2 separate regions of the Zea mays genome follow, and region 1 is linked to region 2. A link is a contact called in public HiChIP or PLAC-seq data. All regions are on one chromosome and are shown on one strand. The core of a region is the stretch at or near the end of the contact, and the rest is flanking DNA. Distances in the headings are between cores, read along the strand shown.

The links. HiChIP or PLAC-seq counts read pairs in DNA pulled down with a chosen protein or histone mark.
Region 1: a contact with region 2 is called in an H3K4me3 HiChIP or PLAC-seq map of leaf, with 6 times the contacts expected there. The contact joins the promoter of LOC100384849 here to the promoter of LOC103629543 in region 2. A contact is called at or near these places in 11 of 25 Hi-C or Micro-C datasets (bundle sheath, ear, endosperm and 5 more) and 1 of 3 datasets of contacts at active chromatin or transcription factors (leaf).

Annotation. Positions count from the first base shown.
Region 1 is chr6:91,590,564-91,596,808 of Zm-B73-REFERENCE-NAM-5.0, forward strand. LOC100384849 reads left to right here and starts at 3,027. Exons shown (of 9, transcript NM_001362565.1): 1 at 3,027-3,087; 2 at 3,188-3,240; 3 at 4,603-4,716; 4 at 4,818-4,861; 5 at 5,436-5,523; 6 at 5,611-6,245. The coding sequence starts at 4,615. It overlaps LOC103629544 (vesicle-associated protein 3-1), which reads right to left and starts at 1,803. Exons shown (of 8, transcript XM_020539802.3): 1 at 1,591-1,803; 2 at 1,234-1,304; 3 at 1,046-1,127; 4 at 844-959; 5 at 620-742; 6 at 1-243. The coding sequence starts at 1,648. The coding sequence ends at 73.
Region 2 is chr6:91,357,098-91,363,328 of Zm-B73-REFERENCE-NAM-5.0, forward strand. LOC103629543 (photosystem II stability/assembly factor HCF136, chloroplastic) reads left to right here and starts at 1,350. Exons shown (of 6, transcript XM_008650635.3): 1 at 1,350-1,806; 2 at 1,903-2,138; 3 at 2,215-2,345; 4 at 2,443-2,773; 5 at 2,866-2,981; 6 at 3,067-3,404. The coding sequence starts at 1,503. The coding sequence ends at 3,133. It overlaps LOC100174970 (isopentenyl transferase), which reads right to left and starts at 170. Exons shown (of 1, transcript NM_001365581.1): 1 at 1-170.

The DNA.
Region 1 (6,245 bases), core at 1,777-4,276, 240 kb after region 2:
AAACAGATACCGAAATGAGCTCAAGTGATACATTTAGAGCAATGATTAATTCCTTCTACTTCTTTGCAATATTTAAGCAAATGGATTGCTGACGCTACAAATTTGGTCACTTTTGAGGTATGAGTATTTCAAGTGCAAAAGTACTACACCTAGGATCTTTAGTAGGTACAGCTTGACAATGTTTATATAAAAGAGGTTCACCTCAGAGATTATTTTTTCTGATTCTTTGGGTTCTTTTGTTTCTTGCAAAGAAAGAACCACTTTCACTTTTAGAAGGTGGATATTGGAGAGAATCACTTATCAGTGCAAAATGCCAAAATGTTATAGTCAGGCAGTAGCCCAACTGTTCGTTGGCACAGATCATAAAATACATGCTGTAATTATATAAGAGTAAATTCAAACACCTAAAAAAGATTTTGACATTGGTTGAAAACTGCAACTTTTGGTGCCTATTTTAAAAACCTATAGTTATTTTGACATCTTATTGCAGAAAAACTGCAAGTTAGGTTTCTGCAATATGCCCCAAAAGTTGAAGTTTTTGCAACCTAAGTGTAAATACTTGTAGGTTTTTTTAAATCTACTCCTTATATAACAATCAATACTAAACTCAAATTCTTACCTCTTGATAACTCAAACTGCCGAGATTACCATCCTCAAATCCCTCGCTTTGAGAGGACGATGGCGCTGTATAAACTACCTTCAACTTCACTTCATCCACTATATTGCCTGAATCTTTGGTAAACTACATAACCCATCATTAAGATTTTTTTTAGTGAACAGAAGGAGCAACCCCCTATAAAATGATAAAGAAAACTACCAATACACTAAAATGTGACTTATTACCATGTCTCCAGTGACTTCCTTCGACATGATCTCCTTGGCCATGATGGCGCTCTGCACAAGGAATTTGTCCTTGCAATGCATGTATGGTGGCGCGTCCCATTGCGCTTGCATTGTGACTGAAAATCCAACGATTCACGGTGGGTATAAGATGTGGAAATAAAGGGCAGCTATGCCATGACAATCATGCGAGCCACTAAATTACCAACAATGTCAGCTTTGGACCGGGGCACCACCATGCTATTGTTTGGCCGAACACAGTACTTTTTGGGGCTCGTTGTCTTGACCTACAGTCGGCGGCGTCGCACAAGCTCAGTCCACTACGGGTACGGCACCATTTTGTTTCGCGTGGCTTCTCCTGCCTAGGAATGCGCAGGAAAGGATTCGTTTTACCTTGAACGCGACCTGCTTGTCTGTCTTGTTCGTGAGTTGCAGCGTGCAGGAGATCTGCTTATTTAACTCGACTGCATGATTCAGAGAGGAGAGGAAATCAGGAAACGAATGAACAATACAGGACGGGACGACTGAGAACACATGTCGAAATGAAACCCTAGAAAGGATAAAAAGATGATGAACCCGAGAAACAGCCAGTAGAAGATTATCGAATGGGCGTTCGACAGAGCGCAATAAAATTTCCCCGAATAGCTAGCGAAGCTGTGTTCGCTATGGCGACTACTGAGAAATTTTCAAGGAAATCAATAGAATCCACGAGGAAGGAAAAAATAAATAGCAAAAATAAAATACGCATACATGGGAACCGGAGCTCGACGGGGTCGATCCCGAGCAGCTCCCCTGACTCGGTGCTCATCCTGGAACAAAAACTCCTGCGCAATCGAACGGGACGCAATCCGCGGTGGTGGTGGGAGCGACGAGGTGGGGATTCGGAATTTCGATGCCTACCCTCCCCTTCTCTCTCTCTCTCTCTCTCTCTCTCTCTCTCTCCGTGTGTGTGTGAGGCGTTGGTGACCATTGAGAGCACGGTAGGCGGCGGCTGGGAGGAGTTTTAGGGTTGGGGCGGGGGCTGGGTGGAGCAATGTTCGGTGCCTGTCGGGGGTGGAGACCGCACGACAAGCAGGGGCACCGGATCCGGGGAGGAGGGGCGGGGGTGCCGAGGCAGGCCGTCTCGAAGGAAGTAGAGCACGACGGCGTTGGCGGTTGAGGAGTTTTAGGGTTCGGGGCGGGTGAGGGCAGCGGGGCTTTGTTGGGCGACGCGCTCACGATGTCTGCGCGGGGGCGCCTGTCGCGGCGAGCACCACGAGGGGTGGGGAGGGGGCTCTGGCGACACGGGCAGATGCGGGCGGGGCACGGTGGAGGTGCGGCATTGATGGGAGGCACGACGCAGGGACTGGGGAAGGGGATGAAATTCTGTGGCGGGTCTCGGACGCGATGGTGGCGGACTAGCGGGGAGCGGGGGCACGATGATGCCGTGTGGACGCCCTCGGTGGAGTCATATGGTGTAGTAGAGATTATTTTTTACTTTAAAATCACTAGTACAATGGATGTGCGTTGCAACGGCATATAAGAACCATTATTACATTTTAATTTTTTTTGCCAAAAGGTCTAGAAAGGTACGAGTTAAAGCGCAACACAACTTTTTTTATAGCTCACTTGGTCACTTGTTCACCTTTACCTAGCGGAGTAGTACTATAAGGGAGCACTATGCTATGTGTGGCTTCATGCCGTGTTAGGATTAAATGGTTCTCACAACCCATCTGTGAGTAACGATCCACTAATAGAGAATTGAATTATTTTTACGGCATATATATAAGGTAACGACCTACGGGGTAGGGAGAAGGGATTAGATCTACATACTTTTGACGTAAGACCATCGTTGAAACTCGTGTTTTTATAATAGTAGAGAAAAGAAAAGAAAAAAATAACAATTTAACAATTAATAATGATTTGTTAAGTCAGTCTTGGCATCGACATAGTTAGTTTGAAGCCTGCAGCTATTCTATCCTATTCTATTCTATATTTTATTTTTAAACTTTTTGTACGAATGCCGTATAAATCTCTCCATTTTATCTGATTTTTTTATAAATCTCTCGTTTTAATTGCTTCTACTGTTTCTATATTATAGCAGTCGGGTTTAATCAACAGTCCCGTGTATCCCGTGTATCCGTATACTGTTTCTATAAGCGCAGGGAGGCGAAAGAGGATGGATAATTGGATCGGATAGCCGTCCCCTGGGTTCTGTCTGGGGAGCAGGAGCAGCAGTCGCCGAGAGCAACCCAAAGCAAGCTGCAGGTATTTGCTTTCGTCTGCGTCTTCGTCTTCGTCGTCTTGGTTGCCGAAAGGTCAGCCACTCATACATCGATTGATCCTTCCCTCATCCCCTCCCATCCAGTTCGTAAGAGGATCAGGGGCCGGCGCCGGAGGAGATCCCCCGCGCTATTTGGAGTAAGCAAACCAACCATCCCCACGAACTCATCACCACTCTTAACTGCAAGCGTGCGCTGTGTGACACCTGTTTTTAGCGCCGGCTTTTTCCGGAACCCGCCAGTTTAGCTGCCCCGTTTCGCCCACCGAATTCTTCATCATTTTTCTTTCTGTTGTTTCTGTTAGTTATTATTGCCCATAAAAAAGAGAGATGCAGATTAGATTGCATCCTAGTAGCACTGTAAATCTATTCCTCATCCTCTCTAGGGATTTCCGCCGTTTTCCTCCCCAATTTCTTTTCCGCTTGGACTCCGCAACCGCCTCCGGCGATCGCGACGAATCGCTTAGGTTCCCCTTTTACCTCTTCATCTCCACCGTTTTTCCTTTCCCTTTGCTTCCTCATCGGGTGGGGTGGGCTGGGCTGGGCTGGGGGTGCCCCTAAAATCAATCTGCGTAGCTTTACTTTTATATAGGATAGGATGCCCTGCTTATTATTACTAGTACCGAGCACCCAAAGCTCGGTTCAGGAGCGACAGCTGCGTCCACAGGTGTCCTGTCTAGTCTAGTAAGGCCCTGTTTGTTTCCACTTATAGATTATATAATCTAAATTATAATCTAGATTATATAATCTGGATTATTTGCTCTGGATTAAATAAGCTAGGTGCTGCTGTTTGTTAGCTCAGATTATTTAGACTTGGCTTATTATTCATATGCATATGAATACAACAATACCCTTGGCTGTTTTACTTGTCTGGTGGGTGAGAACGTCTATGGACAGATGGATGGTAATTGGAAGTAATTTTAATCAACTTGCCATGGGTAGTGGGTCTTTCATAAAAAATAAGCTGAAATAAGCACCTTTTGATGAGCTTATAGATTATCATAATCCCAAGTGCTAGATTATATAATCTTATCAGATAAGTTGCTTGTTTGTTTCCTCACTAGCTTATTTACATTGGATTATATAATCTATCTAGATTATAATCCCAAACAAACAGGGCCTAAGTATGGGACTGTGCATTGCATCATGGGCCTGCTGCTTGCTTGCACTTATGATGCTACTATGCTCTCAGAAAGCCTTATGGGAGCATGCCGATTTGTTCCAGCACACATGATATGATTTTTCCTGTATAAATGTGGTCTTTGTGGATTTTTCTTTTTTGGTTTATATAATGGATAAGGTTCTTGTGGAGTGCATTTACTTCCTGATTGCTGTTTTTGTGGCTTATATATTGATTTAAATGCATGGCAAGTCCACCTATACAAGATATTGCACTTCCATATATATATAAATCTAATTGACCAGGACCTGGTAAAAATACTTATGTTAAACCATCTCGGAATAACATAAGCGTATGGCTTAAAATCCTCATGTGGTTACAGGCTCCCCAAGAAATGCCGTGTGCACTAGAAGTGATTGATGCAAGGTTACAGAGCACATCACATATTCAGTGCAGCAGATCATTTGACCAAAACATTGGAAGACGCTTTTCAAAGGTATGCATTATCCGCTATATGAGCGAGGGTTCTCTTGTGCTTTCATGGCATAGATTCCCAAGCTTCGCCCGTACTCATTCGGCGCTTTGTATTCTCATCAGGGCCATCTGATACAAAAACCTGTTGCCATTTGTCCTGAGAACAGGTAATTGGCTGTTGCCACTTGCTTTAATTACCAACAATCAACGGTGGGCTTTGTGTATCTAGTCTGCTGCTGTTATGTATACTACGTAACAAGAAATTGTAAACGAAGTGAACAACTTATAATTGAATGAAGAGACAAAGGGTTGATCATCAGGAAAGATCTAGTTGATCTTACTGTTGCTGGCATGTGTAAAAAATGCTTAAGCTACCTATCCACACAACTAAACCTATCTGGAAGTTTGCTGCCCTTGTTTGACAACTGTGGAGGTTAAATCTTAATTTGCTACAAAGTTTCTTGCGCTTGGTTGCGCAACAGAAAGTGGTGGGATAACTAAAACACAACTGTACTGATTTTTTTCACTAAAAGGTCCAATCTAGTGTCACCAAATCCTTTCTGGATCTCTTGTTTGTTGCCTTATTATACGTGTCAATTAGTCTACCACTCTACCATCATTTTCATTATGAAGCATTTTCACAGTACAATGTCACCAACCAGCATACCCAAACACCTTGAATCCCATCTGTTCTTCCATTTTCTAGGAGAGCTACCTGTTTAATGTGTTTTTGTGTGGCAGTGACACCTCATCAACAATACTTCTGTTTCGGCACGATCCAGACTGGAAACAAGCACCATTCTTGTCTGACACTCAAGAGGTCAACAAGGTAATCTCTTTGTCATCAGGAGCTCTTGATACAGATTGCCTTGAGCTATTATCTGAACAGCCAAGAATACTGTTTTGCTTAGATCAGCCAAATGAAAAGAACATGCATGATCAGGTTGATTCTTCTAAACCAGTTTCCAATGGAAACACACATGGGGGAAGCACCTTTAGACAATCTCAGCAAAGGGAAAACGTTTGTAATTCATTGATGGCAGTTCCTCCCTGCCATGTAGTTGCAAAGAAGTACTCCAGGTCTGTTGCTACTGCTCTGAGTCTGGGATCTGATTCTGATATTTTGCACAACGGTGACAAGCTTCCAAAAAGGAATTCTAGAAAGAGAGGAAAACAGTGCAAGCGAACAATCCGCAAAAGGCTGAATTTGGCATCAGAAACCATTTTTGAAGAGAGTACTTATGGTGCTTCTCCTGCGGAGGTAGTTCCGACCAATTTACTGGTTGATAAGTTGTCAGAGACCACATCCTCTGCTAGCTCATTGGTTAAAACTGATGGTCGGTACAAGGAGGACCATGTGGAATGTGGTATTATGTTGAATTTAGCTACATTGGGAACTGATGAGATGGATGGTTCTGGATGTGCTGGTTCATCTTATAATGATGCAGGAGGGAGATTAAGCTCCAGTTGTGTTTCTTACTTGAATGACAAATCCAATACGACAGATTCTTCAGAATTTGACGGATCCACCTTCACTGAACATGGCTTGGG
Region 2 (6,231 bases), core at 100-2,599:
ACCTTGAGCCAGCAACTTCCGGCCTCTCCTCCGTCCCACCGCCGGCGTGGCGTGGTGCGCCTCAGCGCCTGGCCGCCGCGCTTCCGAGGACGGCCAGGGAGCAGCCGTCGGCGCCTCGGGCGTTAGGCTATCCGCACTCATATAACTCTAAATTTCTACTCTAAAAGAAATATTCTGACCTAGTCAGCAAAATTTTTTACTCTATACTACAATTCTCCGCAGTCATATCTACTTCATATCTCAACTCTATACCAACTACCATATATTATATGATTTCTTTCTACCACGCTACCACACACGTACAGCCACATCGCCTCACGCTGTCAGCGCACAAGTTTCCATGACGGGAGGAGGGAGATTTGGAGTAGCTCTAGAAGTAGCGTTTTTCATGTCTTCCTTTAATTTAAGATGGGCGGTAAGGTGCAACGTTGCAGCAGATTTTTACGCACTCATACTACTCTAAATTCGTACTCTAAAAGAAATATTTTATCCTAGTCAGCAAGATTCTCTACTCTATACCACAATTCTTCGCGGTCATATTTACTCTATAATCCAACTCTATATCAACTATCATATATTATATTATTTTTTTCCACTTTATATTCTCTTGCTGCAAAAATCTGCTGCGCTGGCTACTTGCTCGCATGCTTTCCGTACAGCCGAACCGAGAGAAGGATGTTTGGAGTGAGAAGAGTAGGTACGCTGTAAATAGAGTTCCTCAGGGTCTCTCTACGTTTACAGTCCCGTGTGCAGTGCCCCGCTGCGGATGTTTTTTTAACTGTATGTCGGGTAGAGTTTGGTTTACAGCATGTCACTGCGGACAGCCTTAGCTACTGGGAAGGGATGGAGATTTTTCAGTCTATCCACTTGCATTTAGCCACTTGGCCCATGAAGCCCACAGCACGCTACTCAGAAATGACTCGGCCTATGAAGCCCACGGTACTCAAAAAAGAAAGAAGGGAAAAAGAAAAAAAACAAATATTTTACCTCCCTCGACTATAACAAAAAAACAGTTTTTCTCGTTTTTTTTCTTTTTATGTTTGGTTTGATTTAATCTTTAAAAATTACATTAAAACACAGGAAAATCATAAAATAAAAAATACTAAACTTCACATAAGTAGATATATACATTAAACATAGTATATGATATATTTTATTATACTTTTGTATAACTTTAGATTTATATTTTTTATAATTAATTCACAACTACCAAAATTTGATGTTTGATTTATATCTACATAAAATTAGATAAGTCATACATAATTCAATAAGAATACTTCGTATGGTTTTTAGTTTTTTTCTGCCCTACATGTTTATTTTTAACTAACTAAAGATGATGGACACTTTATGTGACAGCGTATGCTAACGGATCCGGCGGGCCCTGCAACGGCGCGGCAGCAGGATAAGAGGACGCGGCGCGCGCATCCACAAGCAGCGGAGGAGCCCGACCACGCCAGTGAGCCCGCCCGATTCGCCGTCGCGGCGGCCACGTTTCCCCTCCAATGGCCACCAGCTCCACCGCCTTGCTGCACCTTGTCATACCGGCCTCCCGCCGCCGCCGGCACTTGGTGCCTCGGGCCGCACACTCCGAGTCCGCCCCGCCCGCCGCCTCCGTCGACCGCCGCCGCTTCATCGCCCACACCGCCGCCGCGGCCGCCGTCTCCCCTCTCGTCTTGCCCCGCTGGACCCCCGCGGCTCGCGCGGACGAAGCGCCGGCGCTCTCCGAGTGGGAGCGCATCTTCCTGCCCATCGACTCCGGCGTCGTCCTCCTCGACATCGCCTTCGTCCCAGACGACCCCTCCCATGGTATGACGGCGCTCTTCATTAATTCTCCTGTCTCGGGAAGGGCAGGGCATGCTTCAAATGTAGGCTGACTGACTGACACGGACAGAGGTGATTCAGGTTTTCTCCTTGGAACAAGACAGACAATACTGGAGACGAAAGACGGCGGCAACACCTGGTTCCCTCGCTCCATCCCTTCCGCAGAGGACGAAGATTTCAACTACAGGTTCAACTCGGTAAGCTTCAAGGGCAGAGAGGGATGGATTATCGGCAAGCCTGCAATTCTACTGCACACCTCAGATGCTGGCGAGAGCTGGGAAAGAATACCCCTGAGTGCCCAACTTCCTGGGAACATGGTAATCGGGTTTTTTTCCCATCTTTGTTTGCATTCGATCGAACAAAGGCTTGCTTAATAATCCGAGATGTACTCAGGTTTACATAAAAGCTACTGGGGAGCAGAGCGCAGAGATGGTTACCGATGAGGGAGCAATCTATGTTACCTCTAACCGTGGATACAACTGGAAGGCTGCCGTGCAGGAGACCGTTTCAGCTACTCTGAACAGGTACTGCTCATCAGTTAGCAGTGCATAGACAGACATGAGACACCTCCTCTCCTCTCCTCTCCTCAAGTGCAATACCTTGTTCCTGTTTGTGATGCAGAACAGTTTCAAGTGGCATTAGCGGTGCAAGCTACTACACTGGGACTTTCAACACGGTGAACAGATCGGCCGACGGGCGCTACGTGGCTGTGTCCAGCCGAGGGAACTTCTATCTGACGTGGGAGCCCGGGCAGCCGTTCTGGCAACCCCACAACAGGGCGGTGGCACGGAGGATTCAGAACATGGGGTGGAGAGCGGACGGTGGACTTTGGCTGCTGGTGCGCGGTGGTGGCCTCTTCCTCAGCAGAGGAACCGGGATAACTGAAGATTTTGAGGAGGTGCAGGTGCAGAGCCGGGGGTTTGGGATCCTGGACGTGGGCTACCGCTCGCAGGTATAATAAATCTCCCTCCTTCTTGCCAATGCACCTCTCGATCTCTTTCTTCTTTGAATTCCTATGCACTGCATTGTACCGCACTCCTCCAGGAGGAGGCCTGGGCTGCTGGTGGCAGCGGCGTGCTGCTCAAGACCACAAACGGAGGGAAGAGCTGGATGCGCGACAAGGCTGCCGACAACATCGCCGCCAATCTCTACTCCGTCAAGTAACCATACTCTGCTGCTGCTGCTGCGCTCTCTTGCTTGTCACAAACACTTTGTACGTAATTGTGACGCTGGCTGCTGCCACAGGTTCCTTGATGACAGGAAAGGCTTCGTGCTGGGCAACGACGGCGTGTTGCTTCGGTATCTTGGCTGACATTCTATGTATATGTGTGTACAGCGAACGGCATGTGCTGCTGCTACTACTACTGTAAAAGGCTGCTTACTGTGCTTGCGTTCTCTCTTCTGCAACCCAAATTGAGTGTAAAGATGCATGTGCTGCTTGCTAGGAACTTGAAAACCTTGTATACCCGTATCTACTATCTATATATATGCTACCTTGTTGCAAACAACCCTCAAACCATTGAGAAGCTCTCCATTCTCAATGCCTGGGACAAATCATTCTACTCAATCTATTTGCATTTTTCTACGAAGACCCATATTAACAAAGGCCATCTTTCAGAGCCAATAAAATTCCCTGCATATTGCAATCTTGACTTATTTTCTAAATCTTCACTCAATCTTTCGGGGCACCAAAAAACACAAACTAGATGCTCTCGATCCAACAACAGTGGTGACCACGAACATAAGGGAGCACTTGAACCGTAGCTAGTTATTCGACGCTTGTCCTTCACCGCTCTCGGTCCATCAGCATGAACATATATGACCTTCATCTTTATCGTCAACCACAACACCCATATTTTATGCATGCACACCATAAGCCAAAAGACATGTTACACATGCTCATGTCCTGGTTAGTCCACCCGACCTAACCCCTAAGGCACTACTTCGCTGGCAATCACTCATCACAAACTCGAACCATATGTCACATCCCTTGATGAGTATATTGTCAACGTCACCACACAAACACAAAGAGCAAAAGAAAAAGAGGAATGAAAAACAAGAACTCTCTCGAATGATTAAAGAGCTAAACAAAAGCTAAAACAAGGTTATTTGAAATACATGTAGAACTCAAATGGTCAAAGTTAGGTCATGCCCCAAATAAATGTAAAATACCTTAAAGGTGTCCTCCACCTTGGGTGCCACCTTTGGAGGTCAACAAGGACGTCAAAACTAAGTGTGAGGCTCAATTTATATCAAGTTCAAGTACTACTTAAAATCTAGGATTAGCATGTAGATGTAGTAAGATAGGCGCCACAAACTAATACGAACTCCATTTTCTATGATCCACATATGGATGAAAAGATAGTTTCATAAGCTGACTGGTGGCTCTGGTTTGACATTAAAACTCTATTAGAGTCGATATGAATCAGCGAAACAAGGCAATGTCCAGAATATGTCCTGATGTTGTGTCACCATCTTTTGGACCACTAGGCCATGTAATGTGTAGGCCCATTAGGTGACACAAATATGGATCCTTGACTACCCCTTCGGCTATATAATCAACAATAGCAACCCATGTTAGGGTCAGGGATTTGCTTTACATCAATCTATCATTCAATGGTTGTCATTATCGGTCATGGAACCTAACTTTCAGTTATTTGTCGTTCTCACTTTAATTCAGTCGCATATTATCTTGTTCTTGCTTGTGTTTTTGTTTCCCAGATAAGGATTAACCTTCATAGATAGGCCAATTGAATTATTGACGTAATTGATAACCAGAGGAGTAATGGTGCTTGAAGGAAACATGTGACGCCTAAGAGGGGGGGGGTGAATTAGAACTTCTAAAATTTTCACTAAATTAGGCCACAAATAAATCCCTAGAGCAAAACCTATGCAAATAATCAAACTGGAATGTGCAAACTAGGTTTTGTCTAAGTGTTGTTATCTCTACCGTAACGTCTAAGTTTCAATCCTAAACAATCTAAGTATAAAGACAAGATTGAAACTTAAATGCTTAAAGTAAATGCGGAAGTTAAAGAGCAAGGTAGAGATGCAAATTCTCGTGGATGACGCCGGTATTTTTACCGAGGTATTCGGAACCACGCAAGATCCCGACTAATCCTCGTTGGTGCCCCTATGCAAAGGGAAGCCCACGTGAGGGCCAAACACCACAGTCGAGAAACTCCGTAGAGAGTCGCGGGCCTTCTCCAAGAGCAAGTGGTGCTCCGCTTCTGGCTCCTCTCGGACACTCCCCGCCGTCTCCACTATCGAGCTTCTGGCAAAAACGTCTGAAGGAAACAGGTGACGCCTAAGAGGGGGGTGAATTAGGACTTCTAAAAACTTTCACTTAACTAGGCCACAAATAAATTTCCTAGATCAAAACCTATGCAATTAATCAAAACTAGAATGTGCAAACTAGGTTTTGTCTAAGTGTTGCTATCTCCACCGTAATGACTAAGTTTCAATCCTAAACAATATAGGTATGAATACAAGATTGAAACTTAAATGCTTAATATAAATACGGAAGCTAAATAACAATGTAGAGATGCAAACTCTCGTGGATGATGCCGGTATTTTTACCAAGGTATCCAAAACCGCGCAAGGTCCTGACTAATCCTCGTTGGTGCCCCTACGCAATGGGAAGCCCACGCGAGGGCCAAGCACCTCAGTCGAGTAACTCTGTAGAGAGCCGTGGACCTTCTCCACGCGCAAGTGGTGCTCCGCTTCTGGCTTCTCTCGGACGTTCCCTACCGTCTCCACTATCGAGCTTCCGGTTGAAAACGTCGCGGGCCTTGTTCCCTCCGGTACACCGTGTACTTGTCACGGTTTCGCAAGACTCTCGCCCCACTCGGTACAATTACAACGACTCACGCAAGAGCCGAGGGGATGTGTGTTTTTTCTAAACTCACTCAACTAACTAGGATTCCCCTAGAGCAAGTGCTAATGCGGTCTAACTAACCTAAACACTTCGCAAAGCACCTACGCTAATCACCGAGTGATTCTATTAAGCACTTGGGTGTATGAGCACTTAGAAATGTCTATACTATGCCTTGGTATGTTGCTTGGGCTCCCACACCTTGGAATGGCCGGTTGGGGTGGTATTTATAGGCCCCAAAACAAAACTAGCCGTTGGAGAAAAGCTGCTGCTCTCTGCGGCACACCGGATAGTCCGGTGGTGCACCGGACAGTACAATACCCCTGTCCGGTGCGCCTAGCCGTTGGATCTGACACCGCAAGTGACCGTTGGTGTGTAGGCTTTTTACACCGAACACTCTGGACTTCACACCGGACAGTCCGGTGGTCTTTTCTCCATAGTGCCACCTAGAACTAATCGTTGGGCTACAGTCCCTAGGTGCACCGGACAGTCCGACGTGCGGCACCGGATAGTTTGGTGCTCCAGACCAGACAGTC